Linked DNA regions of Capra hircus: region 2 is linked to region 1. Evidence: chromatin contacts called from public Hi-C data. All regions are on one chromosome and are shown on one strand. The core of a region is the stretch at or near the end of the contact, and the rest is flanking DNA. Distances in the headings are between cores, read along the strand shown.

The links. Hi-C and Micro-C count contacts between places; a contact is called where the count stands out from the background.
Region 2: a Hi-C map of blood shows a contact between it and region 1, with 7 times the contacts expected there. The contact joins two enhancer-like sites. A contact is called at or near these places in 2 of 5 Hi-C or Micro-C datasets (blood and liver).

The regions. Positions count from the first base shown.
Region 1 is chr1:144,689,254-144,695,256 of ARS1.2, forward strand. It overlaps ITGB2 (integrin subunit beta 2), which reads right to left. Exons shown (of 16, transcript NM_001285538.1): 15 at 5,784-5,950; 16 at 5,423-5,597. The coding sequence ends at 5,535. Among named protein-coding and RNA genes, the nearest start is that of ITGB2, 33 kb to the right of the region's middle. Within about 2 kb of position 3,443, at least 1 of the 5 cell types and tissues checked has an H3K27ac peak or open chromatin away from gene starts, as enhancers often do.
Region 2 is chr1:144,919,222-144,926,023 of ARS1.2, forward strand. It overlaps ADARB1 (double-stranded RNA-specific editase 1), which reads left to right. Exons shown (of 10, transcript XM_018052170.1): 2 at 2,412-2,563. Among named protein-coding and RNA genes, the nearest start is that of ADARB1, 23 kb to the left of the region's middle. Within about 2 kb of position 2,475, at least 4 of the 5 cell types and tissues checked have an H3K27ac peak or open chromatin away from gene starts, as enhancers often do.

The sequences.
Region 1 (6,003 bases), core at 2,193-4,692:
GAGTACCCCCCTGCTAGTCTTCAGCAGTCTGTTAATGAAAGAAAAAGTGAAAGTGAAGTTGCTCAGTCACATCTGACTCTTTGTGATCCCATGGACTGTAGTCCACCAGGCTCCTCTGTCCATAGGATTTTCCGGGTGAGAATACTGGAGTGGGTTGCCATTTCCTTCTCCAGGAGATCTTCCTGACTCAGGGATTGAACCCGGGTCTCCAGCATCGTAGGCAGACACTTTATCGTCTGAGCCACCAGGGAAGATAAAAATGTCTTAAAACTCAGAATGGCACCAGGCCCCTCACCCACAGATGCATTTTGGGATAATCTTGACACCAAATGGTTTATCCTGGGCCATAAAACGATTAACTTGAATCTTGTAGAAGGACAGATTACCATACAAATAGTTTCATTTACATAGATTAGGGGAACAATATCAGTATAACATACTGGTTTGTCAAGCAGGTTCTGAGCCATTAGGCGGAAATGACTTGAAGACAGAGTTAGGAGTAAATGCATAGAACATTAACATAGCTTAATATAAACATTTCCATAAGAAAAATGCATTGGTTATCTCAAGGTTTGAGAATAGTTAACTTCAAGTGATCAGTTAACTCCAAAATCACTGCAGATGGTGACTGCAGCCATGAAATTAAAAGACACTTACTCCTTGGAAGAAAAGTTATGACCAATCTAGATAGCATACTGAAAAGTAGAGACATTACTTGGCCAACAAAGGTCCGTCTAGTCAAGGCTATGGTTTTTCCAGTAGTCATGTGTGGATGTGAGAGTTGGACTATGAAGAAAGCTGAGCACCGAATAATTGATGTTTTTGAACTGTGGTGTTGGAGAAGACTCTTGAGAGTCCCGTGGACTGCAAGGAGATCCAACCAGTCCATTCTGAAGGAGATCAGCCCTGGGATTTCTTTGGAAGGAATGATGCTAAAGCTGAAACTCCAGTACTTTGGCCACCTCATGCAAAGAGTTGACTCATTGGAAAAGACTCTGATGCTGGGAGGGATTGGGGGCAGGAGGAGAAGGGGACGACCGAGGATGAGATGGCTGGATGGCATCACTGACTCGGGACGTGAGTCTGAGTGAACTCCGGGAGATGGTGATGGACAGGGAGGCCTGGCGTGCTGCGATTCACGGGGTCACAAAGAGTCGGATATGACTGAGTAACTGAACTGAACTCCAAGTGAAACCAGGTGTCATTATGGCAACACAGTATTTTAAGAGAAACCTCCTTTTAAATTTGTATAGAGAAGAAAAAAATATTGCTGGTTTGTTTCCTCCTGCCGCTTAAAAGAGATAAAAATGTCTGACACTTGCAGGCTATTTCCTCCCGTTGGAGACCCTTGGCCTTCCTGCCTGTTACCCTCTCACATTCGGGGAGTTGCCTGTATAAGCGAGGTAGGATTGTGACTCTATCTGAGTCTCTAACCCTATGTTTAAAGCAGAGGGTGAAGGAGAACACTACAGGATCTGGAGGGTGAGGCTCCAGCTGTTTTTTTCTGGTGCACAGGCTTGTGCTGCCAGAAGGAGGAGGTTTAGCTGGAGGTTTGGGGACCAAGGGGTCAGGGCGTGCAGAGAGGACTGCACCTTGTTGGGAGACAGGGAATAAGATCACGACTGCCTGTCTGTGTAGATGCCAATGAGCAGCACGGTCAGGTGGACCCCACCCAGGGGCAGCACCAAGGGGGCCCCAGAGGAAGGAGCCACTTGGGGGAGATGCCAGACGTCCTTGGACTTGCCTGTCTGACCCTGGGGGATGGGGTGGGGGCGTCTGCAGGGCCTCGGGCCCTCTCAGTATGCAGACCAGGTGTGAGGAGGGCCTCACCTGCCAGAGTGGCAGGGAGGGTAAGGTCAAGACCAGGCACAGGCAGAGCCACCCACATAAACCAGGTTGGGAGCCTGGATGACCTGCAGCCCAGCGTTGTCTGGAAGAGAGTCCGGTGCCAGGAGCCACCACGGGAGATCCCACCCATGACAAGGTCATGTGGAAGAGAACTGTTAAGCAAGGCTTCAGAACTCAACAGGTTCCCTAGGCTTTCTCGAGCATCTACCCCAAAACCAAAATCTGTCTGTTTTACTATTTCATGACTTTCACCAACTCCTCTGACATTAACAGGGGGCTAACTCTGACCACCTTTCTCTGGAAAAAACTAACTATAGCTAATAAGTCTCCTGGACATGAGAAGAATATTTCCAATCAAAACCCCTCTGTTAGCATTTTAGCTTGCTTGGCAGATATATCCAGACTCTTGCAGCTACACATGTGATTATTTACAGCCTCCCAACTGTGAGAGGCACGGAAAGCCTAAAACATAGAGCCTTTCAAAGAGTTAAAAGTTATTAGAGTAGTGCTAATGTAGGATTTCATTATTGGGCCATTGCTTGTTGCTAAGTTCCCATATCTCTTATCCACTGTGCACCTGGGAGTGCATTAGTTAACATAGTTGGAAAGTAAGAAAAACAAGTGTAGCCTTGAAATTAACCACATCAGACTTTTGAGCTAATTGGTTCTTTCTTGTAACTCACTGCACCTTTGCTTCCTGAGAATGTAACTCTGTTTAATACTTTTTGAGGCTGACATAGATTAGAAATATAAGAAAAAACATTTCAAGGGAAAATAAATTTTTTGGTTAAACAGCCTTTATCAAAAGAGGGTCATAAAATGTTCACAGGCCTCCAAGGCCAGAAGATAATGTACACAACATTGTTTATGGGAAAGGTTTGCAGAAAAAATCCTGGTCTTGATAAAGACAAAACAGATGTAATGTTTGGGCTGACTCTGTATGACTTTGCATCTTTCATTTCCCTCTATGTACAAGTAAAGGTATAAAAGACCCTTTTGAAAGTAAAAACAATGGGCCTCTCTTGAAGAAGCTTGGTCACCCCGTGTTTTTCTTCTTTCTCTTTTTTTCTCTCTTACTTTCTATTTCAGGCTGATCCCTTGGAGCATAGAGGCTCCCTGCGTTCACTTATCTGCCTGGGTTTCTAAGACCTGAAAGGGAAGATGTTCTGCGTCTTCACTCCCTCTGGAGACCGGGAAGGCACCTGTGGCCTCTATTTCTCTCCTCTATTTTCTTATCTACAATATGCTTTCCTTCTCTCTCTCTGAATCATCCGCTGACGCCGTTTTTCCTTCAGGTTCCCCTGGATCCTGGCGGGGCTGGACCCCGGCACATGTTGTTCAATTGGGTTTTAACATTTTGGAAAACCACAGCCCGGTTCTCCTGGGCGCAGAAGGATGCTGCACCACGAAGGTGGTAGATGGTTGACCTTGGGCTGCTCTGTATCAAGCCCACGTACTTATGAACAGGGCAGGAGGGAGAGAAGGGCGCTGCAGAGAAGGCTTCTGAGGCGGGAGCGCGCCTGGGCCTTGGGCCACGTTCTGTGATTGGCGGCCGGATGGCGAGGCGGCAGAGGCCCTAGGTTGGGGGGAGCTCCCCCTGCAGGAGAACAGGCGGCAGTGCAGGTTACTAGCGGCAGAAGCCTAGTGGGCGAGGTTTGCGTGTGTACTCAGTCGCGTGCAACTCTGTGCAACTTCATGGGCTGTAGCCCGCCAGTTTCCTCCATCCAAGGGATTCTCCAGGCGAGAATACTGGAGTGGGTTGCCGTTTCCTCCTGCAGGGGATCTTCCGGACGCAGGGATCGAATCCGCGTCTATTGAGGCGCCTGTACAGGCAACCTCCCTCTAGTGCCACCTGGTGGGCGACGTGGGTTCTTTAAATCTTGCTCATTAGAAAAGATCCTGACGCTGGGAAAGATTGAAGGCAGGAGAGGGGGACGACAGAGGACGAGACGGTTGGATGGCATCACCGACTCAACGGACAGTGAGTTTAAGCAAGCTCTGAGAGATGGTGAAGGACAGGAAAGACTGGCGTGCTGTAGACCATGGGGTTGCGAAGAGTTGACCGAGTGAGTGACTGAACTCAGTTCTGGACCGTGTGCCCTTCCGTCTCAGCGTGCATCCTTTATCGTTTCATACCGGCAGGGAGGCCACCCTGCGTGTACCTCCGTGAAGGCAGTGAGCGTCTCTCCTTTGCCCAATCTTCTCTGCAGTGACTGGCAAAGACAGAACTTCATAAGTGCTGTTTGAATGAACTGATGTTCTTTTTAACAAAGCATTATGCTGGGGTTTTAATAAAGAATTACATATTTTAGGGAAAAATAAGGGCAAATATCATCTGAAACTATGTCTATGCATTTGAATATATATTCCCAAACACGCACTCCATACTCAACATCTGTCTGCCTCTCAGATCTGTGTAACATGAAGAGAGCCAGCATCGGCCGGGTTACAGAGGATGCATTTTTTGGTTGTTTTTCTTTTTCATTTTTGGCTGTGCTGGGTCGTTGTTGCGGCCCAAGGGCTTTCTCTGGTTGCGCTGAGCAGGGGCTGCTCTCTGTCTGCAGTGAGCCTGCTTCTCTTGTTGCAGAGCAAAGGCTCTAGGGTGTCTAGGCTTCGGTAGTTTCGGTGCATGGGCTCAGCTGCCCTTTGGCATGTGGGATCCTCCTGGAGCAGGGAAGGAATCCATGTCCCCTGCACTGGCAGGCGGACTCCCAACTCTATGACGAGGGAAGTCCCAGAAAATATTAGCTTACGGGAGTACGGCCCTTTCCTTGGGGATCCAAGGACTGCCCCATCCTCACGGCTCTCACTGGCCACACCTGGACCTTGACCCATACCAAGCATACTGAGACTGGCAGATACACACAGGTCTTGGTGATCACGGCGGGACCTTCCCCCTGCTGTCATCACACGTCGGGTCAACGTGACCTCCAGGTCACTCTAGAAAACAGCCCACAAGAAACACACTCAAACTCTGTCCCATCATTAGCCGAGAGCAGGCGCAGACAGCAGAGAGGGGGACAGGTGCCCACTATCCCATCTTGCCTTGGCCCCACTCAGGCTCCACAATGGGACCCCCTTGTGGGGGGGTGCTGCTCCTTCTCAAAGCTGCTTATGAGGGGGACCCAGGTAGGGACAGAGAGAGGCTTGCATGAGCAACAGGTGAGGAAGGAGAAAAAGAAACCCCATGCCCTGGCCCAGAGGCCACGCGGACCCTCAGAGTGCAGTGGCGGAGGATCAGAGCCTGGCTCCCATGAAAGACTCCGCACAGGAAGATTTTATTGATTTTTTTTTTTTATTGATTGGGGGCATAACCAAGGGGATGTAACTTCATACCCTGAGAAGTTCACACATAAATAATTCTTCATCAGACTGCTGTGCTAATTTTTACAAAGGACCTGTGTGTAACCATACAAAATGTAGGCAATTCCTTCTCTGATTTGCTATCAAAAGTCATTCACATTAGAAGGGGGAAGCTGACCCTTACCCTGAGCCCATAGGATAATCTGGCCACGCCCACCATGCTGCGCAGGAAAAGCAGTGCATTTTGGTTAACAGTGAACTTGTTAAGCATCATCAGCCGCGCCCACCAAGCAGCACGGTCACGGTCAGCCTGCTGGAGGGGATGAGGAGAGGGCGTGCTCCCGTCTGGGTGGTGCAGAAGGCCTTGTCTTCACCAGGCACCCCTAACTCTCGGCAAACTTAGGGTTCATGACTGTCGTGGTGGCACTCTTGAAAAGAGGGTTATCCTGGTGAGAAAAGCAAACATGGCTTGTCAGCACAGGGAGGAAGGCGCTGGGCTCTGGGCCACAACAGTGTCCACTGAGGGTGGACGAGGTTCAGGGGTGGGAGTGGGGCAGGCGCACACTCCCGTGGGGACGCCTTGGCTTGGAGGGTAGGAGGTGGGCCTTCGCAGGGACCCCGAGGCCACTCACGTTGTTCCACTGGGACTTGAGCTTCTCCTTCTCGAAGCGATGGTACTCCCTGAGGTCGCTCAGGTGTGTCAGGGCCTTCCAGATGACCAGCAGGAGGATGCCGACGAGCACAACTCCCCCCACGGTGCCCCCCACGATGGCAGCGATGTTGGGGCCCTTCACACACTCTAAGGCACAAATGGGGCGTCAAGCCTGCCCCGGCTCCCAGGCCCCAGGTTTC
Region 2 (6,802 bases), core at 1,225-3,724, 230 kb after region 1:
CGTCCGTCCTCTGCCCTTCCCAGGGTAAAAGCAGACGTGTCTCAGTCTCCCTCGAGCTCCTCCTTGACCACAGCCTCTCCCCATGCAGACAAGGCCGCTGTTCTGGGTTTCAGAACAGCACTGTGCTTGCCGTTCTCTCTACATCAGCACAGAAGCCTGTGTCCCTTGGAATCCATCTCAACTGTGCCTGCTACTGAGCTGCCAGTAGTGGGGTCATGAGATGTCCTCCTATGGCCCTCTAGGTTTGTTAGCGCAGAGGATTACATCGATAGGTTTCCATGCATGCAGTCATTCTCATGTTCCAGCACAAATCCAGCTAGATCATGCAGGATTAGTCAGGACTACATTCGCTGACGTTTTGTCGAGGGTGTTTACGTCTGTCCCTGGGAGCAGTTTGGCTGACACTTCCTCCTTCCTCCTTGCACTTGGCAGATGTGTTCTGCTGAGTGTTGGGCGAACTTCCTTGGGGAGCCATCCAGGCATGGACTGTTGTCCGTACAGTGATTTTTTTTCTCTCTTGATTCTACTTTAATGTTGGTAGTCTAGTCGAATTTTCCATTTCTTCCTGAGTCAGCTTTGATGAGTTGCATTTTGCTTGGAATTTGCTCATTTTACCTAAGTTTACAAGATTTTTGGAGTAGCTCCATTCTGGGGGGTCTCTTGCTACTTAACTTAAACACCCAAGGCTCAGCTTCAGAGAACAGCCACGATGTTCTGCTTGTGTCTTCCTGGGTCAGGGATTTGCGGGGCGTGTGTGGATGGCCTGTCTGTGCTCCGCAGTGATGGGGACCTCAGCTGGGCTCGCCCAAATATCTGGAGGTTGGCCATGTGTCTGGGGCCATCGTTTAGGCTGATGCCTGGGTTCATTGGTTCTTAGTGTCCTGCCCAAGGAGGCTTCATGAGTGACATGGGCTGGCACCTCCTGCAGCTGGGTGATGATGGGTGGGCAACGCTGGGTACAGCTCTGGGCACTCGACTCAGAACCTCTGTGCTGGACAAGACGGCTGTGTGCCTGTAATCCCAGGCCTGTGGGGCTCTGCAGTGAGTGCCCGTCACAGCGGTGATGCTGCCAGAGGAGATGGGGATGCCGTGTGCCCTCTGGCACACGTTCTGGGGGCATCTGAGCCCGTCACAGTGGAGAGGTGTGGCGGAGCCTGAGGACCTGCAGCTGTGGCTGTGCAGAGGGAGGGTCCCGGGGGCTGGGGATGGGAGTCTGCACAGCTTGGCCGCCCCGTGGTCAGATGCACCGTCCGCCTCGGTCTTGGCACTGCCCCTCCGAGACCCGCCGTTCTCCCCGCAGACATGGGCCGGTAGGTCTGCACTGGAGAAGCAGCTATCCTTTGGATATCAGTTTGTTTTTCAGAAAGAAAATACGGGCGCTCCATTGTCAGGTCTCATAGGTATATCAGCAAGTTCCATCATCCCACTGGTCGGGAGGAAGTGATCTGGAGAGTTGTTTCCCAGGCTCCGCTCCAGACACAGGGCTGGCTGTCAGCGCTGACCCAGGTGGGAAGGGGTAGGGGTATGCTGAGCCTGTAACTCCGGGTCTGTCTGGACTCACACGCGTGTACACAGGCCTGCGCAGGTGGCGTCTGCTCTCTCGGAAGATGGGTCCGGACAGGACTCTGCCCGAGGCCTCATTCCTTGGCGTGTGGGTTGGTGCTTGTTTGCGCTGGCCTGTTGGCGAGTAGAGAGCTGATGGTGTGTGTCTTGTGTGCCCCTGCCTGTTGTGGCAGGGGGTGAAGGTGGGAGTTATCATGGGGTATCTGCTTTAAAAACCAAGAACACATTAGAAGTAAGTGAAACATATCTAGGAGTTGTTCAGTCACTCAGTCGTGTCTGACTCTTTGTGATCCCATGGACTGTAGCCCGCCAGGCTCCCCTGTTCGTGGGATTCTCCAGGCAAGAATACTGGAGTGGGTTGCCATTTTCTTCTCCAGGGGTTCTTCCTGACCCAAGGATTGAACCTGCGTCTCCTGCATTGGAAGGCAGATTCTTTACCACTGAGCCACCAGGGAAGGCTCCATATTCAAGAGAGGGCTGGTTATTTTGGGGGCTGTGCTGTGTAGCCTGCAGATCAGTTCCCTGGGAGAGGACTTTTCATGAGCAGCATGTATGGAGTTGGCTTCCCTGGTGGCTCAGAGGTTAAAGCGTCTGCCTGCAATGCAGGAGACTCAGGTTTGATCCTTGGGTGGGGAAGATCCCCTAGAGGAGGAAATGTGCAACCCACTCCAGTATTCTCGCATGGGAAACCCCATGGATGGAGGAGCCTGGTGGGCTATAGTCCACAGGGTCGCAAAGAGTCGGACACAACTGAGCGACTTCATTTTTTCACTTTGACTTCTGCAGTGGTGGAAAGGCTTTATTGTTGGGTTAAAGTTAACATGAAGCACGGGAACCGTCTGTTACAGGGGGAAGGCTTTCCGGTCGGCATGGAGAGCTGGACAAGGGCCTGAAGGAAGCTCGCCGAGCGGGCGCCACGCTCGGATCATCTCAGCTCCACCCGCTCCACAGGGCCCAGGCGGCACAGGAACACGTGGAATTCACAGTAAGAGTGGAACCTGTAAACCTCTGCTAACTTTTGACTCATAAAAAATGCCTCTGGCCCCACGTAAACTCATTAGTTAAGCCTTTTGGCTGGCTGTTTAAAATGCATTTTGTTAGCAGCTTCCTACAGACCGTCTGTTTCTGTCCCCACAGCCTCTCAGCTGGTGCTCTGCTGCCCCCCAGTGGCCGCCGCGGGTGGCCAAGGGCTGGGCACTGCCGGGGACTTGCTGTAAAGCCCTTACCGCAGATTACTTTCTTTGAGGTAATTAAAAGAACGTTTCTTCGGTACTCATTGTTGGTGACTATTACATGATTCAGCGTCTGCTTCTGAGGGAAGCTGAGACCACCCAGTCAAAATCCCGGTAGTTAGTATGACGTAAGGTTAGTTTGTGGCCTGCAGAGTGACTGAGTCAGGAAGGTCAAGCACTGAACTTTTACGGAGGTTTTTTTCTTGGGGAAGAAGTATTATAGGAAGTGGCTGCCAGAAGCTGCTGGGTGCAGAAAGAGGGCGTTCTGCGTTTGTCCACTCCCTCGCTGGGGGCTGAGGCGTGTCAGCCAGGACACAGCCCCCCGGCCGTGGCGGGCGTGGAGCCATCCATGGGGTTGGTTAGGGCCGGGAGATGTGCCATGCCTGACCACAGGGCCCGGGAATTGTACCTGGAGGGCCCCACCTGTCGTTTCTGTGTTTGTGGACATCGGGAACATCAGGTCCCTGGTTTCCAAGGAAACCTTTAAAAGAGGTTTTGTCTAATCTTCAACTGGTGCTTTCTGGTTTTTTTTTTTTTCTTTTCTACATAGCCAGCAAGTGTATGGAGAGGGCAAAACCATGCTTACTTTTACCGCTGCTTGTGCCAGTAGGATGGAGTTGTGTTTTTAACCACAACTCATCTTTTAGCTCAATTAGTGATCTTAAATCAGTTTCTCTGTAGCCGGAGTTGGTTGGGAGATGGTACAAAGCCCAGAGTGAGACCGTGCTTTAGCACTGCAAGTGAGCTGGGGTTTATGGCCACCTACATCCAGGGTGCCGTGTGGGCTTCCCTGGTGGCTCAGACGGTAAAGCGGCTGCCTGCAATGCAGGAGCCCTGGGTTCGATTCCTGGGTCGGGAAGATCCCCTCCTGGAGAAGGAAATGGCAATCTACTGCAGCACTCTTGCCTGGACAATCCCATGGATGGAGAGCCTGATAGGCTACAGTCCATGGGGTCGCAAAGAGTCGGACATGACTGAGCGACCTCACTTCCACTTTCACATCCAGGGTGCTGTAGATGTAGCATTCTTGTTGTTTAGTTGCCCAGTCGTGTCTGACTCTTTATGACCCCATGGACTGTGGGTCACCAGGGTCCTCTGTCCATGAGACTTCCCAGTCAAGAATACTGGAGTGGGTTGCTATTTCCTTCTCTAGGGGATCTTCCTGACCTAGGGATTGAACCTGTATCTCCTGCATTGGCAGGTGGATTCTTTCCCACTGTGCTGTCAGGGAAGCCCCCAAAACATTGCCCTCTTAGGCCCATCTGGGATTCAAACCCAAGATCTCCTGTTTACTAGACAGGTGCTTTCAGAGCTAAGCCACAGAACCAATTATAGTGGGATGTAAACTATCGTTTTAATTATGCTGTTGAAGTGAACTAGAAAGTGTTTTTAATGTGACGTAAGCATGCAGTGAAGAAGCGAATTGTTTTCAATCCTGTGCACAAGCCAGCTGTCCCTGAAGGCACAGGAACAAAAGCAAGGGCAGGAGGTGGCATCTGAAGCAGAACGGAGGGCGGAATGGTCAGACACCCAGTGTCAGGAATCAGGTCTTCTGCTGAGTCTGTGCTGACAGGTGGTACCTGCAGAGTAAACACTTCACATTTGTTTCATAAAATGAGAGCTAATTCTAGCAACCGTAATCCCGTGTATTAATCTTTTTTTCACAGTGATTTGAAAAAGAAAAAAGCACGCAAGCTTCTGGCTGGATAAAGTATCTCTTGGCTGACGCACTCCTGATCAGTAGCCTCATTTGCCGTCTGGCGGGAGCGCTGCAGGCAGCCTGTATTTTTAGCTCCAGGCCGGTCCCTGCTTCCACCTCTCTTGCTCCTTAAACAGGCTGAAGTTGCTTCCTGTGTTTCGTAGGTGAGAATACCTTCTGAGGCTGGGGCCTCTTGAGGTTGTGCTGTGGAGCCCTCTGCAGAGTTTAAGGGCCCGTGCGTGCTGTGCAGGCCAGGTTGCTTCAGTCCTGTCTGATTCTTTGCGGCCCTATACGGACTGTAGCCCAGCAGGCTCATCTGTCCATGGGATTCTCCAGGCAAGAATACTGGAGTGGATTGCCATGCCCTCCTCCAGGGGATCTTCCCGAGCTAGGGATCGAGCCGAGTCTCTTACATCTCCTGCATTGGCAGGCGGGCTCTTTACCACTAGTGCCACCTGGGAAGCCTGTAAGCTCCCTCGGGGTTAACTTGAGGGGGTTCCAGGGAGGCCTGGCTCTGCTCAGACGCTGAGGCTTTCCTCAGTGTCTCATTGCCATCAGTCCCCGCAGTCTGCTTATGACAAACATGTATAGACTCCCCTTCTAATTCTGAATTGAAATAATTATAATTATGACCATATCCAAATGTAGTAAAAGAGAAATTAAGGATGCACAGTGACATAGCTCTCACGGGGACCTGTGAACGTCCTGTGCTGCGCGTACACCAGCAGACGCAGAGCTGCAGGCGCTGCGATGGTGTCGTGGGACTGCGGTGCTAACTTGAGTGGGATGGCCCTCAGCTCATGGACTGGCTCTCAGAGCAGCAGGCTGCGGCCTCTCTGCCTCCACACAGCAGTTCCACTCTGGACTGCTGGGTGTGTGGGAAGTTGTGACCGTATTGAAACAGGCCTGGTCTTGTGTCCTCATGAATCTCTTTGTCACCTGCATGTCAGTCCTTCGGGCAGGACAGTTATTTCTGGAACGGTCCTGCTTGTCTCATACATTCCCTGTCCCTATATGGTGCCCGAGTGCCCCAGCCCTGTGACGACCAGACCACGTCCACACGTGGCTACCACTGATAGGAGCCTTAGCAGAGAGAAGAAAGTGGCAAGGAGGGTCTGTCGGGGACAGGGTGGCCTCAAGATCCTCACAGGCTGGCTGGGTGTTCTGAAAGCTGGGGTAGCTGTGGGCCCAGGAGGGGTCCCCTGGGGCATCAGGCAGGCCCTGAGGTGCAGGTGACCCCAGGTGCTCCTAACACATCAACAATGGAGAAAGCGGGAGGCAGCGCTGCGAGGGCACCTGGTGCTTAGGCAGGCAGCTAAATCCTCAAATGTTGGGGTAGAAACTTGACTTTTCCCCCTTACTGTGATTTATTGGCTAACAGAATCTGTTTAACACAGATGACACTTCAGTTTACAAACACTTCTGAAGGTCGGTGAACTAAAGAAAAGTTTGGCTGAGAATGAAGAGTGTCTCAGTGTGCTTCTGGCATGAGTCACTGCTGCCGAGAAGGTGTCCTTGTGTGGCCTGCCTGACTCATCAGCGTCAGCTCAACAAGGGGCGTCCAGGCAGAGGCGTCCCTGTTTGTGAGGTCACAGGTCTTGGGCAGCCAGGGGCAGAGACTGGCCCTTTGGGACCCGGGTGCTGCCCAGGGAGCCGAGGTCCGCCCAGCTCAGATCTGCCAGTGTTTGTTCTTCTGCTTGGGAACAAGGAAGCCGAGCAGGAAACGGATCTTGCGGGGACCGTGCTCTTCTGCATGTGAACCTTGGTGGTCCAGTCATCACTCATTGGGAAGCTTGTGTCCTGCCTTGTGGGGCGGTGAGGGCCTACTTCCCCAGGCCACGTGGAGGAGACGCGCTCAGGGTCCAACGAGCCCAGATTGTGGGCGTGGCCGGTGTGGTGGGCATGGCTGGCGTCATGGGCATGGTTGGCGCAGTGGTTGTGGTTGGTGCAGTTGACATGGCTAGCATCAGGCCAGCCTCACTTCCCTGGCCGCCACAGGCCACCCGCCGGCTCAGTATGGAGCATGAACCCAGTTTTGTCCTTGGAAGCATCGATGGTCAGTATGCCCGTGGACTAACTTCTTGTCACTGTGAAACAAACCACAGCAAATGTCCTCCAGCCGTCTCAGGGTCAGGGCCGGATTCCTTGCTCCCGCTCTCACCTGGTCCAGAGTTTAGAGGCCCAGGGGCCCTACCCAGCCCACCGAGTTACTTGTGGTTGCAGGATGCAGGCCTTTGGCCCCAACCCCTGGACACGGGAAGGGGAGAGAGCCTCTTCTGCTGCCTCCCATATGGATTTCTTTCCTCCA